3 separate regions of the Zea mays genome follow, and regions 2 and 3 are each linked to region 1. Evidence: chromatin contacts called from public Hi-C data. All regions are on one chromosome and are shown on one strand. The core of a region is the stretch at or near the end of the contact, and the rest is flanking DNA. Distances in the headings are between cores, read along the strand shown. Region 1 holds the start of LOC100192998 (Mitochondrial ATP synthase D chain-related protein). Region 2 holds the start of LOC103634616 (ribosome biogenesis protein BMS1 homolog). Region 3 holds the start of LOC103634615 (ABC transporter E family member 2).

What was found. Hi-C and Micro-C count contacts between places; a contact is called where the count stands out from the background.
Region 2: a Hi-C map of leaf shows a contact between it and region 1, with 8 times the contacts expected there. The contact joins the promoter of LOC103634616 here to the promoter of LOC100192998 in region 1. A contact is called at or near these places in 3 of 25 Hi-C or Micro-C datasets (leaf and tassel).
Region 3: a contact with region 1 is called in a Hi-C map of leaf, with 6 times the contacts expected there. The contact joins the promoter of LOC103634615 here to the promoter of LOC100192998 in region 1. A contact is called at or near these places in 2 of 25 Hi-C or Micro-C datasets (ear and leaf).

The regions. Positions count from the first base shown.
Region 1 is chr1:55,227,964-55,233,133 of Zm-B73-REFERENCE-NAM-5.0, reverse strand. LOC100192998 (Mitochondrial ATP synthase D chain-related protein) reads left to right here and starts at 2,038. Exons shown (of 10, transcript NM_001138169.1): 1 at 2,038-2,198; 2 at 2,993-3,436; 3 at 3,650-3,712; 4 at 4,546-4,608; 5 at 4,716-4,778. The coding sequence starts at 3,026.
Region 2 is chr1:55,472,515-55,477,684 of Zm-B73-REFERENCE-NAM-5.0, reverse strand. LOC103634616 (ribosome biogenesis protein BMS1 homolog) reads right to left here and starts at 1,942. Exons shown (of 18, transcript XM_008657139.4): 1 at 1,574-1,942; 2 at 1,328-1,474; 3 at 1,161-1,251; 4 at 938-1,056; 5 at 373-563; 6 at 1-136. The coding sequence starts at 1,714.
Region 3 is chr1:55,370,371-55,375,540 of Zm-B73-REFERENCE-NAM-5.0, reverse strand. LOC103634615 (ABC transporter E family member 2) reads right to left here and starts at 2,159. Exons shown (of 12, transcript XM_008657124.3): 1 at 1,831-2,159; 2 at 248-333. The coding sequence starts at 1,933.

The sequences.
Region 1 (5,170 bases), core at 789-3,288:
CTTGTATTTTTTGAATGTGTCTTCCTTAGACTTTGTTAAATAATGATGCTAAAATAATCTTTTTTGCACTTTAAATCATTCAAAGTGCATTACTTATACACGAGTGTGAACCGGTGATTTCACAGTGGTAAGTGGGACACAAAGTAGGCTATTTGAAGTGTGAAACACTCTCCAAGTTTAGGTACTAAATAGTGATATTTAGGAAGTTAGTATATTTGGAGATCTCGTTTAAAAAACTGTTGGAACATGATTGTTGGTTAATAGCACCCTAAAATAATTTTAGAGACCTTGCTGGGATATAATTTAGAGGAGATCAAACTTAGGGGGCTTAGGGGGTGTTTGGTTCCTATTTTCTAAACTTCTAAAGTTTAGTCACTTTAGTCCTTAAATCGATAAGCAATATAACTAAATCAGACATTCCGAATAGAAATCTAAGGGACTAAACTTTAGTTTTTAAAGTTTATTTCACAAGGATAACCTACGAAACTAAACACCCCTTAGCCATAAAACCATCTCATTTCGAACATGAAATAGAATCATTTGGTCGTTTCCTAGAAAAAAATGTTTTTATCAAAGCTCAACAGTTTATTCATTTTTACTTTATATTTAAACTTTAATCTCCAAACAATTTATGTTTTGAGAGCCAGCGGAGACAATTGCATATTTAGGACTCTAAACAGTGCGCTTCGCAATAATGTCATCCGAAAGATTTAATCCGTAAAAAAGTACTACAAACCTTCTCTAATTGATTATACTACCATTTAACGTATATCCTTCCTTTTTATAATCTAATCTCATGTATTTTCTTCCTGACAAGACACTTTTACCCCTTTATTAGTTATACACATTTATTATTTGAAGATATGGCCACCAGAAAACACGAACGAACACTGCAGTTGCTGGCTTGCTGCTCACCGACAAGTGCTGCACGCAAACAGCTGCTCCTGCTCGCCGACCAGCTCGACAACTGATGCTGCTTGCCAAACAGCTCGGCAACTGGTGCTGCTCGCCAACAGAGATGGTCATGGACAGCAGTATGGCATAGCAAAAAAATGACATGGTAAAAACAACGCTAACAATAACAATCACCTTTGGACAGGAAGTACATGGAGATTGTACTGTATTGTCGGAGAAGAAATATTGGGGAGCAAAGATCTAACGAGAGCAATCGTAGTGGGTGACGATCCAACATCCATGGGCGCAATCACGTTCTCAGATACGACATCCATGGGCGACGATACGACATCCATGGCCGTCAAGCGGGCGAGGCGGCACTGTCCAGCGTGACCTCCGTCACACCGATACTCGGCGCAGCATCCATGGCTATCACAGGGAGATCGAGCGAGGCAGCCCTAGTCAGTGCGGCCTCCGCCACACCAGCCATTGTCGTCATAGGGAGATCAGGCGAGGCGGCCCTAGTGAGCGCGACTTCGGCTACCACCTCCTCGCCGAGCGCGATTGTCGGCGCGGCCTTGGCAAGCACGTCCTCCTCCAGCCCGGCGGACGGCGCGACGAGGGCGACCTTAGCGAACAGCGCCGCGAGGGCGACCCTGACGACCGGCGCAGCGAGGACGACCCCGGCGGACTGCGCGGGTCATGGGGGCTCCTCCTCTAAGGAAAAGCTCGGTGTGTGCTCCGGCACTGAGGTCACTATTCGAGATCCCCGGTCAACAGCTGCAGCATGTGCGGGATCCATGGCGATTGGCGAGAGAATCAGGAGGAGATTCAATCGGGTTCTGTTCGTTCGGGTTTTCTGGTGCCATATCTTCAAATAATAAATGTGTATAATTAATACTTGAGATCAGATTATAAAAAGGAAGGATATACGTTAAATGACAGTATAATCAATTAGAGAAGGTTTATAGTACTTTTTTACGGATTAAATCTTTAAGATGACATTATTGCGAAGCACACTATTTAAAGTCCAAATATCCAATTGTCTCGAGCCAGCGACACCGATTGACCGACACGCCACCGGCGTCGTGCTTCAGCCAACCCCCGTCCTCGTCCTGCAGGTCCACTCCTCACCCCGACGCAGATCCCCAGCATTTAATCAAACAGGCGCACGCTTCCCCCTTCTCTCTCCGAAATCAACCCTCCCAGCTCATTTTATCCCCCGCTATTCTAGTCGCCAGACCCAGATCGCTACCCTCCATCGTTTGGAGCCAGACAGGAGCGGCTGCGGCGGCATTTCTAGGGTTAGTTCTCTTGGTCCACAGGCATTTCCCAATACTTGACAGCGAATCTTGTATAGCAATTCAACTATCATCGCGATTCTGGCTTCGATTATTTATTAACCATGTGGTTTGCAACATTTAGGTTTTCTATGTACGCAAATTCGTCGAGTTAGATTCTTAAACGCGGGACGTGCCGTGTGTCATCTGGTTGTGACTAGAAATCGTGTTGCTTACGCACATTCACGAGCACGGGTGACTGTGAAAGGAGAAGCTTCTCTGAACTTATAATTTAAAGATGTTCGGTGGTGTGTGTTAGGATCTTGGTTGCGTTTGCAAGTTTTTTCTGGTTAACTGAATAAGGGAGTTTGCTGTTGCTTGTATTTGCCCTTCTGACATTCATCATAGAGATTAGAGCAATGGCGAAGGTAGAGTAAATCAGAGGAGAGTGCATATGGCTTGAGGGTGCATAATAATATCTTTTTGGTGGTGCATATATGGTGAAAATCTAGTCAATTTCACTAGTTTTGCAAATTTCCGTGAGTGCATGTCAGCATGTGCACCCACAGCTCAGTACCTAGCTTCACCCCTGGATTAGAGAGAGGTGTTGTAGTTTGCTGCAAGTGGGAGATTTGTGTGATTTATGATCTCATGAAGTTTGAAGCTGTGTGCATAAGCTAGCTGTTTTTTTTTCCAATCATCATGTGCACTCGAAACATTGGACCTGCATTTAACATATTCAGTTGTGCTGATCAAACACTCGGTTCATCAAAATGGAGCTGAAAATATATTCTTTTGTCTGTATTCATCAATACAAGGTTTTGTTGAAGGTCTGAGCTGTGCAAAGAGAGATGGATTCCAAAAAGAAGAGGAACAAGAAGAAGAAGGGAAACCAAGGGAAGAATGCCGCTGATGTCACATCCATTGCTGGGGAAGCTGCTTCTCAGAATCACAATCATGAGTTAGCCCCAATAGATCATCATAAAGGTTCTGATGCAGATGATGTCATGTCCAGTGTTGGAGAGGAACTTCCTCAGTACAAGAATCATCAGCCAAATATACAGGCAGATTATAATGGCACAAGTGCTTACGACACTACATCCTCCATTGGAGAGTGTATTGCATGCTATCAAAACAACGAACCTATGATGACACAGGAGAATCACAAGGCTAGCAATGCAGTCCCTGCAGATCAGAGGAGTGTTGGACTGTCAGAGTCTAGTGTGGAGCTTGACATGCATAGACTTCATGAAGCCAAACTCGTGAGTATTTTGTTGGTTTGTGATATTGCAAATGCGACATCTTTTTTCATTTTCTTAAAATACTTGTTAATTTGATCAGCACTTGAATTGATAATATATAGTAACTTCACAGTATTCGTTCAATAGTTATATATTTATGTCGATCATGTGGCTTTATTTTTGTTCCACACTTCTCTAAATGACTTAATCAGACAATAAAGCATTGCAATGCAGGATAAATTACATGAGACAATAAAGCAGTTGGAGAATGAAAAGAGTTTGTGGCTTCAAAAAGTGGTATGCATAGATGCATGATTAGAAAACTGTTTTTGCTTATGTTTTCTTTTCTGAAGCTTTTATTCGGTACAAATGTATTCACCATTCCATCTTTGAATCAACTTTCCCAATTACAACTGCCAACACTCAGTCTACCTGCTTTCGTAGCAGCAATTGAAAAGATCTATCTGAAGCATATTTGAATTTACCATTTTCCGATTTACAAAATTCTACTGTGGTGTAGTCCCTATGAAGCCATATATAAAACATTTTGACTTACCCATGAACTAAGTATAAGTCGTTTTACAACTTTGAGGTATATGACTCTAGTTTCTTCATGTTGCACTCTCAATCTTACTTAAAGCATTTTATGGTGGACCATGTAGCGACAAAAGAAACGGAGGGCAGCAATGTCATTTTCTCTTGCACTTTAGGCCCTGTTTGGAACATGGGAAACATTTACTGTTCCTCTGTTTTTGCTGTAAAATGGAACTGATTCATGTGAAATCCTTGCATTCAAATCAAACCCTCAATTTGTGTTTCCATTGGTAAAATAACTTGTATCTAGTATTAGAGGGAGGTTTTGTGTCAATGAATTTATGTAATTTATTCAACTATTTTACCCTCGGATGTCTCAGTCATGCATCATGTTCTGTATACAGGACAGGACACATCACACATGCGTATCAAAGTAGTTTCTGACATGCTTGTACCATATTTTATTTATGTCCTTATGCCATATGTCTATGTGCTTACTACTTTGGTTTGATGAGTTCTGAGCACATGCATATTCAAGTGCTAGAACCATCACATAAGAAATGTTGTTTCATTCCTTCAATATCCTTCTCCTGCAGATCACCATGGAGGGTGAACTTGAAAAGTTGCATAACGAAGTGGGTTGTCATGCTCAAAATGAGGTATACTTTGTGTGCTGGATGCAAACTATGCTGTGATTTGATCATTTGCATTTTTCTTCCTTTTGGCAAAATGAATGACACTATTTTTTTGTCATTCTGATCTGCAGGTCCTTTTGGAGGAAAAACTGAATAGTCTACAGAGTGGTTATGATGTGCTGATTAAGAAGGAGGTATTTGATGTTTCTTCAGCTGATTTCAATACTTGAGTGGACATATTTGTCACTGTGTCAATCTTGCCTGATTCTAGTGACTGAGATTCTGGGGTAGATTGTACATAGGGCATCTAGGGCCATGACCCTTGATGCATGTATAAAATTCCTATAAAGAACTCAGTTATAGGTAGATCAATAACTGTACTCACTACATATTACGCACTGGAGAGGAGTTACGGACAATGTAGAACCTTCTGTTCTCCTGATGATATTGGAACCCCAAAATGACGAGATACCATTTTAAGACTATCTCCAGCAGCGCTTACCCATCTCCATATCCATATTAAAACTCCACTCTGCGAGCAGTGCAGTCTATAGTGCAGAACAGTGAAAAAACAATGTTTTAGGTA
Region 2 (5,170 bases), core at 693-3,192, 240 kb before region 1:
CCGCACACTTTCTGTAGGGGTGACATCCTCAAATCTATCAACTAACAAATAAGGATGAGCCATGCGCCAACTCAATTGGATAGGTTTGATTACAGAGATGAATCTTGCAAGATTATGAACTTCTCTTTTCGTGTATCTGCATGAAATTGTATGCCAAATGGTCATAGATCTAAGCAAAAAGCTTCATCACACTCAGCAGGTAAATATAAAAATGCATCGCGATGCTCCAGCATGAGAAAAAAACCATAAAAACTATTTATAATATATGCTTAGCTGTGAGCTAAAACTGGTCCAAACTGACAAAAACATGTGGACTGCTGTTCCAGTTATTTAAATAGAAAGTTAATAATATGAAAGAAAATGGCAACATACTTTCCATGAATCAGACCAGACAAGTAGAATAATTTTGCTCCCTCTTTTATCTCAGCCCAGAATCGATGTTTAAGGCGCTGCTTAGTTTTCCGGAGTTTTTTCACGTCTTTAAATTTATCAAGGTGTGTGAGCACTCCCATCACCTTGGGGAATCCATGGACTTGCATGATATTAAGAAACTCAAATGTATCCTGGGAACAAGGAAAACATATCAATGAAAAATCAATTGTATGGTAATATAGTCCAATACAGCTAATTGCACTCATCAGTGTAATTTAAAGTCAAGACTATCGTACCATGTGGGTTAACACTGTTGAATACTAGACCATGATAAAAGAACTACACATATCGTCATATACTCATATTAGAGTATCTGAAGTTCCCAACAGAACGTTTAGCCAAACATATAGCAGGGTGAAAGAAGTCACATCAGAAGATCTTCTAAGGTATGTTTAAAGGGAAAGGGGAGGTATTTGAAGTCTTCTACACGTGTTTACTAGAAAACTTAACATAGCTACATAGTAAACTGGTCAAAATTTTGAAAATAGAAATATGCAAAACACACCATTTCAAATCCATAGCTTCCATCAATAAGCAATAAAGCGAGATCGGCTATTTTAGCAGCATCAATCATTCCATTGATATCATTTGGACACTCTACGAACTGTACCCTCCTACTTTTACCTGCACCCAACAAACAAACGATAAGTTTACCATCTTCACAGAAATCTAGCATTACTCCATTATGTTTTGATTTTCAATGTACAGTATGCAAAGGGTTCCTTAACCTGATACAACAGTGATGGGGCCACGAACTTCGGGCAAGTTTTGCTTGGTGTAGTGCTTTACCAGACATTTTATCAACAGTGACTTCCCAACCTAATAAATTTGAGGTGAAGCGATGATGAGATAGAGTAGAACATTAACAATCAGCTGTGCAGATTGCAGTGCATACCTGTGGAGGTCCTTGAACTACAACAACAAAAGGAGGAGGTTCACCGATGGAACGGTCCATAATTGGCACATGAAGACGCCGTTGTTCAATCTCAGCTGATCGAGCTTGTAGACGTTTCGCCTTGGCTGCTGACTGAAATGCAAAAGCCTGAAAGAATGGCAAGGTCGTCTGATTAGAACAATGCTTCCAGAATCATGTCGCCCGAGCAGGTGCCACGGACGTGACTTGCTCGAATCTGTATCATACCTTGGGGTTCTTCTGCTGCCCCCCTGCGTCATCGCCGGCGTCGCCCTTGCCCTTGCCCTTCTTCTTCCGCGCCTTGGCGCCGGACTTGTGTTGGCGGTGCGCCTTGTGCGGCTGCTCGCCGCCGCCGTCCGCCGGAGCCATGGGGCTACCTAGGGCTCCCGCCTCCTACTTAAAAAGAAGCTAACTTCTTTTGTACGCAGCGGCTGAGGAAGAGGGTTTGCGGCGGTAGGCCTTGCCGCCGCTGCCGGGAGGGAGACTGGCAAGGGTTTAGGGAGGCGGCGTCTCTGGAAAAGAATTACGTAACCCAAGTCCTTTGCCCGAGAGAGCAAACCTGCGCTTGCCGCCCCCACGTGAGAGTCCGAATCTCAAAGCTAAAACTCCAGCATGGGCCTTGGGCCGTATTCTATGCCACGCTCCTACTAGCAGGTCAGGAACGTAGGCAAGCAGGAATTCTAGCAGACGTCATCGCAGGTCACGAACGAACGAGTGAAACCTTGCCCGGCGCCGCCCGTAAAACGAACAGCCTGATCATCCCGGCGGCAGCAACCTCCAGTCGCGCGCACAGTGACGGCCTGGCATCGGTGTATTTTTTTATGTTTGGTTGCTGCCTAGCACAAGGCCGGACATCAACGATTATTTAGGGTTTATTTATTTTAGCTTATAGATTATATAATTTAAAAGATAATCTAAATTATTTATTATAGATTATAATTTGTCGATATTATAATCTGTATGTAACTGTTTGGATGACCAGATTATATAAATGAAGATTATTGATTTCTTCGACACAAAGTTAAAGACAACAATACCCGACCGTGCGTGTGATTTGGGGAAAAAAGAAAAATAGGAGAGGTTGTAATTTTATAAACATAACCATGGGTAGTGGGTCATTTGCTAAAAATAATTTTAAATAAGCTACTTTTGATGAGATTATGAGATTATCATAATCTGGACTTTAGATTATATAATCTAGACCCATAATCTATATGTTTGTTTAACTACTGGTTTATTTACGTAAGATTATATAATTTGGACATATTATAATTCGGAATAAACAGGACCTTAAAGCCTTTCTAAAAGCAATGCCCCGAAAAAACCTAAAACATTTTTTAGATCAATGTGTTGCATTAGTAAAGTCAATTACGATGGTATTCTCGGCCTCGAGTCATCATCTGTGCTGGTGGCACAAAATACCAGTAAGCATATAAGCCATGTAATTGCCAACAATCAAGACTTTTTAAGAATTTCGAAATTTGTGTATTGTTATATATATCAGGGCTCATATTGTATTGTAGGTCCATATGACCTGTGAAGACAGGACACTATATATGTCCATATTCTCTCCTACGATTGTGCATTCTTCCCTCAAATCTTCTCAAGGTAACTATTCTAACATGGTATCAAAGCAGGAATTGGTCTAATTAAGACACGTGATCCACTTTTTTCGCCGGTGTTGCGTTTCCGTCATCACGTCTGCCTTTGCCTCTGACAGTTCTTCCATCTCGGGGCTCAGCCGCACATCCTCTTCAGCCCCCGACGCATGTCCGCCTCTCGTCGTGGTCACCCATCGAGTCGACCCCCAATGTTGGTCGCCTCATCGCCCGACGCTCGCCCGCATCATCTCCGACGACCGTCCACTCGTGCCTGTCCACCTCTCAATGTTCGTCCATTTGTGTATGTCTGTCTCGTCCGTTTGCACCTCCTACCTCGGCCATCCGTCTGGCACCTGTCCGCCTTGGCTGGCGTCGGTCGTTCGTCGCTAGTGCTCTTGGCGTTCGTCTATCTCTAGACCTATGCAACCGTTCAGCACCAGCAAAGGTCCAGATCGCTCAGCTCGTTTCTCTGCTCCCATCTGATCGTAACTATTTTTATTACTATTTGCTGCCTCTTCAATATGTCGCAGTCTAGTGTCATTGATATTCCTATCAAACTTGATGGTCCTATCAATTATAGAGAGCGGGCTTTCTCTGTCAAAACTATGTTGAGGGGTTTTGGACTTGTATCTCATGTGACTGCAGATGCTCCTGTTGAGAAAACAGTTTGTTCCAATATTGTTGTTGTCACAACTTGGCTTAATGATGATGACAAAGTGATGAGTGAGAGTGAAATTGTCACAAGTATAAAGCCTTCTTTGATTATGAGTCTTGAGAACCTTGAGTCTGTTAAGGAGATGTGGGAATATCTGAAAGGAATATATATACATAATAGTGGTGCTCTTTTGCATAAATCTGATGCAAGGACTTCATGGTCTAGGACAGAATGATATGTCCATAGAGGAGTACTACACTGCTTTAGACCATTTGATGGGGCCTTTTCTCTCAATGGAGCCTCACCCTCACTGTGATGGTCAATGTTCAAGCCGTTGTGCCAAGAAGCACAAGTTCATTAAGACATTCCTCACACACCAATTTTGTCATGGATTGAAATATGATTATGAACCCATTATGAAATAGTTGTTGAATTCTCCTACTACTCCATCCATTGTTGATGTATTGTCTGCTTTTATTGTTGAAGAAACATGTTTGTCCTCTCAGTCGTCCACAAATATCAGTACATCACAGTGTGCTAGCAGCCTCGCAGAAGACCAATACAGCAAGGAACAACTCTTTCGAGCCTTGTGAGCATTGCAAAACTTCTCATCGATCAGAAAAATGCTTTGCTCGATATCTAGAGAAGTTGGCTGCTTTTCGTGCACATAGAGTTATTCGTGGTTGTGGTACTACCTCCACTCCTAGAGGCTTTGTATATGTCGTTGTCGCATCGCCTGTTATAGCTCCTTCATCATCTTGGGTGCTTGATTCATGTCGCCTAGAGGGGGGTGAATAGGCGAAACCTGAATTTTACAAACTTAAACTTGCACTAAGGTCGGGGTTAATGTTAAAATTAAATTGGAGCGCGAAAGATTGTTTCTCTTGCTACGAGTTGCTCAGATTGACGTGGATAACTTTTGGGAGCAAACTCAAATCAATATTAGCAAGGAAACTTTAGAGAGATGAAAGAGGGAAAACAAATCAAGTGAAGATCAACGCAAGTGAACACGGTTAATTATTTTACCGAGGTTTGGTTCCATAGAACCTAATCCCCGTTGAGGAGGCCACAAAGGCCTGGTCTATTCCAACCCTTTCCCTCCCTCAATCGGTCACACAGACCGGTCGAGGCTTCTCCTTAATCACTTGGGTCACTAAGACCCCACAAGAATCACCACACACTTAGTTGTCTCTTGCTAGCTTTACAAAGCACTTAGAAGAGTAAGAATGTGAAGGAGAAAGCAATCCAAGCGACAAGAGCAACAAAAGAACACAAAACACCCTCTCTCAAGTCACTAAGCGATTGAGTTGATTTTGAGGCTTGGAGAGGATTTGATCTTTGGAATGTGTCTTGGAGTGAATGCTATTGATCTTGCATTGAATGTGAAGTTCGGAAAACTTGGATGGCTTGAATGGAGGTGGTTGGGGGTATTTATAGCCCCAACCACTATTCTAGTCGTTGTTGTCGATGGTGCACCGGACAGGACACTGTTCACTTTCCGGTGCGTGCACATCAGCACGCGTTGGTGTTTGGAGCGGTTGACCGTTGAAGTTCTTTGTCTTGTAGTTG
Region 3 (5,170 bases), core at 910-3,409, 140 kb before region 1:
CGCTTCTGTGAGAATCGTTTTGGTGAAAATCGTCCAAATCAACGTGAACACACAATCGGTCGAGTCGTCGCGATAAGCGGAATCTGTCACTTTCTAGATCCTAAACCATATGGACCATTTCATCTTCCTTCGCATGTAATCCCCACAGTACTCAGATTCTCCCCACAAACAGATTCTCATAAAAGCTCATCAGAAAAAAGCTGAACCAAACAATCCCCATAGTTAGCTGGAGAAGTTAGAAGCCTACCTTTACACAGATACCACAACCGATGCACAGCTCCTCAGAAATGAAAGCTAGTTTTGATGCCGAAGTTACTTCAATGCAAAGCTTCCCTAAACAGTAGAATAGAATGCTGTCATAATAGTGATCCATGCCAAGCCAGAAACTAGAAGACGTGCAGAACAACAGAGAGAAGAGATCAATATACTGTATCTGTTTCAGTGAAAATTGATGATACTGTATTTGGACACTGGACCTTCACAAGTTACAGTACGAACTAAACATCCAGCAGCATGTGCAAAAAAAATCTATTTAATTCACTAAACAAGAGATATTAACCAAATTTCTACAGCTGAAAAAATGGCCCTTAAGCTGCCGGCGGTTCCGATTCCTCAGATCTTGCAAGGGGACCAACGAGTCAACAAAAGCCCTTTTCTAGCATCGAATTCACCATGCATGAACAGGTTCCCTGGTGGTGAAGCCCTTCCATATCAAATTTTCAGGTTGGTCAGGTAATGTCACAGTGTACCATGGGACCCTGAAATTCATGATTCTAAATACCATACTGGAGGTAGCATTTGGTTGTTTAGACTGTATTTTTTAGCCTGGGTATTGGTTATGAAGGAAGGTTCATGAAGCACGATCACTTTTCTCTAGTGCTCCACATAACCGATGAGTTCTGCTGTGGTTGTCTGACTTATCCCATCCTTGATGTCAGAGAAGGATTTGGGGATGCATTCCAACTGTTCGGCAAATACTATGATGAGGACGCAGTAGCTACATGGATCAAGCTGCGGTATATGCATATGTGTCCACCACTTAGGATTGATGGTGCGATGAGCAGCGTGATGGAGCTATTGTCAGAAACTTGGCCGACCTTTAGATGTTATTGGGATGTGTTATACCACACTAATGTTGTGTTAGGGCGTTTGTTATGCGATAAGTTGCTCGGCTTCACAGTCAGTCGATATTGTATGTTGAGAAGTCCTATGTCTTTTCAAGTGAACATTGATGTGATGCTTCTTCCCGGAGAACGGCTGGAACCATGTTTTAATGTGAGATCTTGCAACTCTTCTATTCAAAGACTATTGCAATTTCCTTATATGAATTTACAAGTGAATGGTGTCCACACAGTAAACAATGGTCAACTGTGCAATATATACGAAGAATGTACTTCTGCAATTCGGGTGTTCCATTCGGAGTGGATCAGGCTTATTACTTAGTCAACTATCAACTACAAATGAAACCTGGTGTTAGCCTTCTATTTTGCTTCAACTTTCAAGTAGGCCTAGGAAGCAAGAGTAACTGTATATGTCTATGTATGCATGCCTTGGTGTAAACCTGAACCGGAAGTAGCAGGGGCGCAGGGGTGTTTCTAAGTCCTAAACCCAGTGCGCCGGATGGAAAGGGGCAAGAGAAAGAATAGGCTAATCAGATTTACTTCTCTCTGTGTTCTTTCTCGCCACCCGAATCCTACCCGTCTTCCTCCCAAAATTCCTGCTGGTCTCCCCTAATATCGTCGGATTCCTCATGGGATTCTGACAGAGTCCTCAGGATCTAAATCTAAGGTCCGAATTGCCAAAGCTATGGAGCGGGGATAGGGATTTTACCAGTCTTGACGACGGGGCAGCTCTTCTTGCACTCCTGGCGGCACTTCTTGGGCTTGCACTTGTCCTCGCTGACGATGGCGATACGGGTCAAACGCTCTGCCATCTCTTCCTACGCCGCCGGCGAAAGGGAGGCTCCGAAGAGGAGCGAGTGATGCAGCCAAAGCGTAGCGGCGGCTGTGGGAGGCAGACCGAACCCTAGGCTCGGGTCCTTTTCTTCTGATTCTTATGAGTAACTTTTTTTTTCTTACTGCTAAAACGCCAACGCGGGCTGTCAAAAGCTGGTTTCGCCACAATAATATTTGGAACGGTTTCGCCAGAATTACATGATGCCTAGGACTAGGAGATTGATGCCCATGACTTTTCCATTATCTAAAAAATAGTAAACATGAAGTTTGCTCTTTTGATATACATTGTTGTCGATGACTTTTTCTATATTACTCTATTTCTATATCTATATCTATACTTAGGGCCTATTTGCTCTGTGGCTAAGGGCATCTTTGGTGTGGCGGCTTAGGCGCCACACCAAACACGCTCTAAATGTGTCACATTTTGTCTAAGGTTAGTCGTCTGAATTGAATAACTAATCTTAGGCAGAAAAGTTAGGCAAGGTGTGGCAACTTAGGTAGTGAACCAAACATGCCTTTAAAACATCAGTTTCAACGGTCCTCTCGCGTCATCTTTTTACAAATAACCTCTCACAACTATTTCAAATTAATCTGTTGCACGTCTATAGATGGCCAAGCGGCGGCCTGGCACGTCATGCAGGTCTGCTGACTGTGTCGGGCCAGCCCGTCGGCTCATTTGATTAAATCAGCGTAAAATGTTAAAAACGATGCAGGAGACGAGGTTCGAACCCATGCCCTGATAGAAGAAGGACGGGAGACACTGGGTGAATTTGTCTAACCAGTAGAATATCATGCTTAAAAGTTTTTAATATTGAATATAAATTGTATATATGTATATACGTTTTTTGTAAAATAAAAAATATAATCGTGACAGGCCGGGCCAGCACTACGGACCGAGGCTACAGCCCAAGCACGACACGACATTCTTGGCTCTTGCAAGGATTATATCGTTTTTTAGACCATATTGGCGCAATAGACTCCATGGTGTTTGATGTTGCTGAATTGGATGAAGTAACAATGATTTGTCACAGTAACAGTAAAATGAAAGGTTATTTGTTGGTTTTAAACATTAGTAATTGCTACGAAGTAGCATAATTTATATGGAGCGGATCCAGATTTTATTGATGCCTGACTTTAGCAATCACTCCATATTTTGATCCATCTTTTTTATAAGTTTGAGTTCATGTGACTTATTTTAGAAACTTGAGCTCACAAACTTTCTCTTATTCGGTCTCTATATGGTGGAATTATGTTATTTTATAATCTATGTTCGTTCAGTCAGTCGTTGTGAATTCTCTTCTACTCGCTCATTTCATTGATCGTGTTGTACCATGGGATATCGCATGAAGTAAACAATAACATCGGTTAGCCAAATCAAAAAATTATTATACGGAGAGCGGAGACAATCAATAAAAAATCTTAAATTTTTTTGGTGGATAGTTTACGTGGGTATTGTTGTAAGTCGTCGCAACGCACGGGCAACCGACTAGTAAGAACCTAACGTGGGTGTCTATCGATACGATGCCTACTGTGACACCCCAGGTGTCTATTTCGCGTTATGTCGAGAGATTTATCCTAATCTCGGATGCTCAGTGAAAATTTCTATTTCCTTATCACACTTATTTCCATTTATCAAGTTACTCATGAATGTTTCACCAAATTTGGAATTATTCGATCTCAAGAACAGCCAAATTTGGAGCTTGTTAAAACTTTTATTTCTCGGAGCAAATGCAAATTCAAAAGTCAATATCGTCTTGCAACTCTCATCCAGACTCATTTATTCGGACTATCGATAGTTGTTATGTTATCCAATCGGTGTCCGAATCCGCTTTCTCGATAATCGGTCTACATCCAAATACTTAATCTGAATCCGCATTCTCCCGCAGAATCTCTTTGTGTCAACCTCTAATTAATTCTTATGCAAATCGACTTGTTTTCTATATATCATAATTCCTCTCTATCTATCAAGCGTATTCTAGAGAATTCTAGAAGTTTAAAGCAAATACTGACATGAAAAGATAAATCCTATATATGCTTAAAACTGCTCGTCTGAACAAATGCAAACTTTGAAATTCGACAAAACCTTATCATCTTGCTCAAACAACTCTATATCAACTCTACAACAAAAGTTATCAAGGGTTCATATAGAGAAAATGCCAAGAAAATATCGAGAGAATACCCCAATTGCCTTAAAATTATAGTTTGAAGCTTTATAATGATACTACCTTGACCAAAGTGAAACTTTTATTTATTTTCAAGATATGAGGTTTGACCTTTAATAAAAATTGTAGAACCTATGTTATACAACAATTTTATATTTAAACCAAGCCTTGATTCAATCTCTAAGAATCTCAAACAGTGCCATCAAGACAGAATAAAAATCTGATTTCAGGATTCGAATTCTTCTAAGTCTGAAATCAGCATCGTTCGGGTCGATGTCTCGCGTTCCCAATTTTTTGTTGAACAACTCAAGTTTTCCCAAATATAAAAGTTGTTAATAACTAATAGGGGCACAACATATTAAAAGATGTCATTCATCCAATTCCGTTTGACATATCTTGACACTCAGTTTTCGCAAGTTTTCACTGTTTTCTAACCCACTGACAAGCCAATTTTCGTGGGTCTATAACTTTCTAACTAGTGCCTGAATCACCTCAATCTCTATACACGATTTGTAGATTATACATCAAGGAAGATATTTTGTGCAGCAACCAAGGTTCGATTGTCAAAAATGGACGTTCAAAGTCGCTCTGCCACCTGCTAAAGCTGGCTGACGCGACCTGAGCTCTGCAGCAGCCGCCCAGCCCACCAATGACTGCAGCAAGCACCCCTAAAGGTGGCAGCCCACCCCCTCCCACCAGCCATCTCCACCTCTTCCTCCCCACGGATCTCTTCTCTCTATCCCTTGGCACACGGCAGAAGAGCCCCATGGCTGCTCCCCTTGCTTCTCTGTTCAAGGCGCAGGAAGCTTTCTCTCCTCCCATGGCGCCTCCCCATCTTCCTCCCTGATGCTCCTCCCCAAGTTCAGGCGCAGGGAGCAGTTCCTATGGCCAGCGCCCCTGTTCCCCTCTCTAGCCCGGTGCCCTCCCTGCGGGCTTTGCCCCTCCCTCAGCAGCGCACCACGACGCCTCTGCTCTAGCCCCTTGCTGCTGCTCTACGTAAGGTTGAAGAAGACACGTGGTGCCTATGACGAGCGGGCCCGCATGGTATTCCAT